2 separate regions of the Zea mays genome follow, and region 1 is linked to region 2. A link is a contact called in public Hi-C data. All regions are on one chromosome and are shown on one strand. Each heading gives the region's core, a stretch centred on a gene start, on an enhancer-like site or on the middle of the called end of the contact. The rest is flanking DNA. Distances are from core to core; before and after follow the strand shown. Region 1 holds the start of LOC100286085 (CPL3). Region 2 holds the start of LOC103630312 (Putative RING zinc finger domain superfamily protein).

Region 1 (3,096 bases), core at 468-2,967, 450 kb before region 2:
TCTGATGCAGCATTTTTACAGATGTGTGCCTTTTGATACTATCAATACCTCCATGATATCATAACTGCTGAATTGCAATTCTATTGATATCCATTTGTTTTTAGCATCAGAAATTTGAGTTTCATTTCATGTGAATCAATGATCTAACAACTTCTTGGGAATATATTGATCGTTGAGCACCAGAAAATCAAGCACAAAACAGCAAGGGGCAGCCACTGAGCCTGCCTAGTAACTAGGCCACACCAGTAATCCACCTAGCTTCTATAAACCTGACTAGGATACAATGACTCTTCCTCCCTATATTAGAAGGGATGGGCTAGGATTTCAAATATATAGAACAAGCCTCAATCAATAGCAGGTGTCTTACTACCCTAGTACTAGCCAAACTTGCAACTACTAGGCCCCAAAATCAAAGGCAAGAGAAGGGGTCTATGAAGTAACACAAGTTTACATCAAAATCCAAATAAAAAAATCAAGCAGGGTACACACTTATTAGGATAGTCAGTTTCTTTTTCTTTTCATCTGAAATAGAAGGTTAAATAGGCCTTGAGCAACAGAGTGCAAGAACTTTATCATTTATCACAACAGAGAGGATAAGCTACAGCACATGAACTGAAGATGAAAAATGACAGACATGAGTGCAAGAATTATATCATTTATTCATCTATTCATTGACCACAACAGAGAGGATAAGCTACAGTACATGACCGCATGTCTTGTCCTAATTTCAGCCTGTATCATAAGCTGCAGATGAAAACATGATAGACATCAAACTTGCATATTACAAGAGAATGGATGCCTTCATGGTACTCTTTGAATGGGGATTGAAGATTAGAGCAGTGCTAATCTATTGGTTCTACGAATTTCAGATTTACCATGTTTCACTAATCAATATGATTAGGTGCGCTCAGTACACGAGCAGTACGAACCTCAGTAAATTCTAGGAGAGGGTGGGGGTGGGGGACGAGGTTAAAATCCTTGTAGAATCACAACAGCTGCAGTGAGGCTCCACGTAGTCCAATAAAACATGAAACATGTAAAAGGCAAGCAAAAATCCTGAACTCCTGAAGCATACGTTTTACCAGATGAAGCACGAAACCCTAATAAGCTCAAATCGGGGCAAATCTGCTTATCCCTAATCCAACAGCAAGGCCGATCATCCAACTCTAAATGTGCGTGCAATTCAAGGTTATAATCGCGCGGCCGAAGCCGCCAAACCCATGGAGTCGTCTAGCGATGAACTAAGAGGAGGGAGGAGCAGGAAGGAGGCACGTACCCGTTTTGTTCTATGGCTTCAACCTCTAGCTCCTCCGGATCCTCGTCCTCGCCCTCGTCGTCGGTGGCGGGGAAAACGGAGGAGGGGTCACCAGGGAAGGCGGAGTCAGCACCGGAGGTGAGCTCGAGCTCGGAGGCGAGGAAGGCCGCGAAGTCATCGCTCCCGCTCGACGACGACGGGGACGGGGACGGCGCCTCGGTGAGGCTCATGGGCGCGGCGCCAAGGGCAGAACCGCAGAAGGGTTGGTGAGACTGGAGGGCGCTTGGGAGAAGCTGTGAGGAACCCTAGCTCGGGACGTTTGGCGAGGGCGGTGGCGAAGGCCCGCAGGGACGGAGGCGGCCGGGTGCGACGGTCGTGGCGTCGGCCAGGGAACCCTAGCACCTCATGGAGGCGGCCTGCAGCATTTGGCGACGGCGAGGAAGGAAGCTACGGTGTCATGAGTCATGACGGAGCAGATGCGAGTACTGTGTAGCAGTAGAACAGGAGATCTATGAGAAGTTTCTAAAGCATTAGGGTTAATCTGGGCGTAAGTATGGCTTAATTTTTTATTGTAATCCGGTCCATCTAATGGTCTATAAATATTTGTACTCATGAACCATCGGGGATTATGAAATAAATGAAAAGGATTAGACACATACTTGTTTCTCTTCTTCGCCACCGGCAACTTATCCGAGGGGAAGTTCTTCGTATTTGGTTGTTCACGGACTCACGCCTAGGGTTTGGTGAATCCCCAGGCCAAAGGTCGTGACAATTTGGTATCAGAAGCGTGTTGACTCTGGAGCTGTCATGACGGCGCCGGTGGTGAAACCTTATGTCCAGACACGTTTCGTGCCGGAGCCATGGCGACTGTGGAGCAGAAGGGAGAGGAGAAGTGGGAACATATGATGAAGATGATGGACCGGGTGATGAAGAAGTTGGATACGGTGGAAGCTGGGCAACATCGGTTGAAAGGACAAGCCGAGCTCTCAGCTACGGTGGCAAGGAAGGAATAAACAGAATGTACTATTTTGGTGAGGCATATGGAGCAGACGGGCAAGGTGGTGGCGCAGTTGCGTTTGGAGATGATGGAGAAGGACTTGGAAGACGATGGTTCTAGATCATCAAGGGAGGGTACTGGTGATCCAAACCGAAGAGGAGAACCACAACAGGAGAGAATAAGAGAAGAGGAAGATCAAGTTATGGGAGGGCGAGGACATCCATCCTTGCCCAAATACTTGTTTCCCATATTTCAAGGGAAGGAACCCGGAATTTGGCTAGCCAAGTGCCAGGACTACTTCACCATCTATCAGGTTCCTGAAGCTCTATGGGCAAACTTAGCATCCATGCACATGGAGGGAAATGTTGCGATGTGGCTTCAAGTGTACAAGATGAGGCAGGGACTAGGGAAGTGGATGCAATTTGGCAAAGTTGTTCGAGCCAAATTTGGCGTGGAAGAATATCCCAAGGTGATGAGACATCTTCTGAACCTGTATCAGATGAAGGGAGTTGAATAATACGCTCAAGAGTTTGAAGAAGCAAGGTATGCCACTTCTGTTCACAACCCGGGATGGATGAGATTTTCTTTGTCAACCAATTTGTGAAGGGATTGAAGGCAGAATTACAAGGGGGAGTAATGTGTCACCTGCCACAGTCTGTGGATAGAGCAGTTATTCTAGCTCATATGCAGCAGGAGATACTTGAAAGTCGTCTAGAGGGGCTGAATAAGTGAAACCTGAAATATAAGAACTTTGAACACCCACTACACTTGGGGTTAGGTTAGAAATAAATTTGGAATGCGGAAGATTGTTTCTCTTGCTACGAGTTGCTCAATCAATACGGAT
Region 2 (3,153 bases), core at 389-2,888:
AGTCGGTGCACTACCCTGCTGTGAGATGCCTGTCTCAGAAGAGTCATGCACATCTCCCCGACCTTCACCTGGATTAGCAGACGGCGGGAGGCCAGATGACAGAATAGAGCAGGCTACTGATGAACCCAAGCTGACCGCTCTACTCAAGCCAAAGTTGACACCAAAACGTGGCCTTGACCTCCTAGAAGGATTTGGCAATTGATTGGCCGCTGTTGATGTGCTAGTGGCAGCATTCTGTAGCACATCATCATCTTGATCTCTTTCGCTATCTGATGAAGGTGGTGCTTCCCCTTCACTGGGATGAGATTTAGGCATTGCAAGAACATCTTCATGAGACTTTACAGTGTGAGTGAGTGAAGTCAGGCTTGCAGTCTCCCCTCCCTTGTTACACTAGAAACATACAAATGCGTCATTTAACTATAGCAGCAATGGAGCTTTTGTTCCAAAACTGTAACGGCAACCCAATTCAGGAAACTGCAGATAAATGAAGCTTAGAATTCTAACCAAGCAACATATCTATTCCCAATAAGTTGTACTATTCATCCATAAATCATAGTACTAAGTACATTTCAGTGCTTCAAAGTTCATACAGAAGGAGTTCAAAAATATTTGACATGGTCGAAACCAAACAGGCAATGAAAGAGAAAGAGCATAATTTACGGAAAGAAAATTCCGTGCCACATCAAACCAACCAGAAGTTCAGAATTCAGTTCGCCAGAGAAAATGGTTCAAAATTCAGTTCCAGAAATTTGAAACCAAATTATGAAGCCATTGAACGATATCGAATCCGTCAGAAATGCTCGCTCAGAAACCGAGGCCAGTTGCTCGATTCACGAAGCAACAAATTCACAGCGACAAGATCTACACCCTTTCTAAAGTACCACATATCCGCATTCCATTTGTGATGTGAAAACACCCTTCATTCGCCCGATTCACCGCATTCCAACGCGCACAGATTCGAAGCACCGCAAGGGAAACGAAACCGAGTGGGAAGGCCCTCACCTCGAAGTCCACCGCTGCTGCGGCAGCGTCGCCTTCGCACGGCGTCGTGGAGCCACGGAAGCAGGAGGAGCTCGGCAGTGGCAGCAGGCTCCTCCCCCTCCTCCCCTTCCCGCTCCCATTCGGCCTCTTAACCTCGCCGCCCGCCTCCGCCGCCGTGGGCGAGGAGGAGGAGGTGGTGGCCTTGCTGCTCCCAGATCCCATCGCGCACCAGCCAACACCCCCCCCCCGCGCCGCGCCTACAGATCCACGGGCCGGCGAAGGCTGCCCGCCATTGCTCGACCTCCACACCTCACTCCCCCGTGCCAGCGCCTGGGTGCGGGTGGCCGCATGCGCGACGCCTCGGTGGGCGCAGAAACGGGGACCTCGGCCGCTGTAGCTTCCTTCGTCTTCAGACGCTAGCGTAGCTTGGCTAAAAGCAAGGGAGGAAGACAAGAGAGAGATGGTTCGGTAAAATTGCCCGATGTCATGCGTCCTTGCGTCGATGAAGTGTTGTCTGATTGGATGGTTACTCCTCGTCCGATAATAATGGCGTCCTCTAGTACTAGACTAGTACTACTGCCTTGTGGAGTTTCAGGCTACTCCTACGATGAGTTGATGAGTGTGTTATCGCCTCGTTCGCCGCGACAGCTCATTCGCTTCTTGCATTAAAGAATTTTCATTTTGCACTTTCTATTGTTTCTTCTGCTCCTTGAATGCGGTGGGTGGATGCAGTGGAGGGACAGGGTGTTGCATGCGATGAATTCAAAAATGATTGCGAGCGGGCTAATTCTTTAATACAAATTTGTTATCATAAATTTACGTAGATAGATACAGAGGAGGTTTCACTGTCGGCTGTCCCGTTTCTATTCCGCAAGCTAGGGCAAGTGTCCACAACCAAGCATGCAAAGTTTTAAACAGCAAGTCATAACAACATACAGGAATTGTTAACTTTACTATAATGTTGGTATTACTTTTTATTTTCTTTAATAACAACGTTGCCGTGTTCGAGCAAGAGGCCCATTTTACCTCTCACCCGCATGTACTCTTCGGATAGCCACGTTTTTTATCGGTTTCGATTCTTTTTTTCTTTCATCTCAAGAGGAAAATGCGATAAAAGTAAAGTAAAACAGAGGCAAGAGCTGCACTGGGCCTGCCTGGAGTGGGTCAAAAGTCAAGACTCAAGAGTCGAGGAGGGGGTAAATTCATGTTGACAGAACCGCTGTATGGGCCCCTCCACGCTGCACACGAGATCCAGCTCGGCAGGCAGTCAAGGCTTGCTGGGGCCTGGGGGCAGGCAGCGCGCTGTAGCGGCGTGACGACCAAGAACCGCAGGCTTGTCCGCATGTGGCGCCACGAGACGAGACTAGTACGGGAAACGGCGAGGACCGAGACCGACCAGGCCCCAGCCAGCTAGTAGGAGTAGCCATCTGCCGCATTCCCGGCCCCTGCCGCCCACGCACCACGGCAACTGGCCGCACCCAGCGGGCCACGGCTCATCCAAAAGGTTGCGCTCCTGTCCTCGTCGAGCTTGCCTGCCTCTGCCTGGCTGAGACTGACCGCAACGGTCTACCCTACCGCTCCCCCTCCCCTTCCAGCTAGGCTGTAGGGGGCACCCTATGGCCGCAGCGGTGCCCCTACAGCGCCCCCTACGTGTCGGTCCCCTTCTCTCTCCCCCCAGATCTAGCGTGTCACTGTTCATCACCCTAAACACTATGCTGTGGGTCCACGAGTAATTGTTAGTAGATAAAAAATTAATAGTTGGTATAGAAAATGATATTTTATAGTGGTAGTGGGGTATAGGGGGAGTATTTAGGGGGAACCGCTGCGGGAGATGAAAAAATAGGGGGGAAAATAGGGGGGAAAAGTGATATAGGGGGAAAAATTTAGGGGTAACGGTTCCGGATAGCCTGAGGCTCGCGTGTCCGACGCCGCGCGGCGGATGGCGGGCCAGTCCGTGAGGGAGCGCACACCGGTTCTCGTTACCGAATTCTCTCGAGTAGGTATTTCCGGTCAGGTTTTAGCTCACAAAGTCACAATATCCGTTCTCGCGATGAATTTTTTTTCCTCCGAGTATCCCCATGAATCGTTGTAGGAAACATTTTTTGATCTCTATTTCCCGCAAGGATAAATGCTCATCGGAATCTCCATCACCATTTAAATTATAATTATATC

What was found. Hi-C and Micro-C count contacts between places; a contact is called where the count stands out from the background.
Region 1: a Hi-C map of ear shows a contact between it and region 2, with 1.8 times the contacts expected there. The contact joins the promoter of LOC100286085 here to the promoter of LOC103630312 in region 2. A contact is called at or near these places in 3 of 25 Hi-C or Micro-C datasets (ear, endosperm and tassel).

What each region holds. Positions count from the first base shown.
Region 1 is chr6:154,984,558-154,987,653 of Zm-B73-REFERENCE-NAM-5.0, reverse strand. LOC100286085 (CPL3) reads right to left here and starts at 1,717. Exons shown (of 8, transcript NM_001370741.1): 1 at 1,277-1,717. The coding sequence starts at 1,485.
Region 2 is chr6:154,532,737-154,535,889 of Zm-B73-REFERENCE-NAM-5.0, reverse strand. LOC103630312 (Putative RING zinc finger domain superfamily protein) reads right to left here and starts at 1,638. Exons shown (of 6, transcript XM_008651373.2): 1 at 1,003-1,638; 2 at 1-390. The coding sequence starts at 1,203.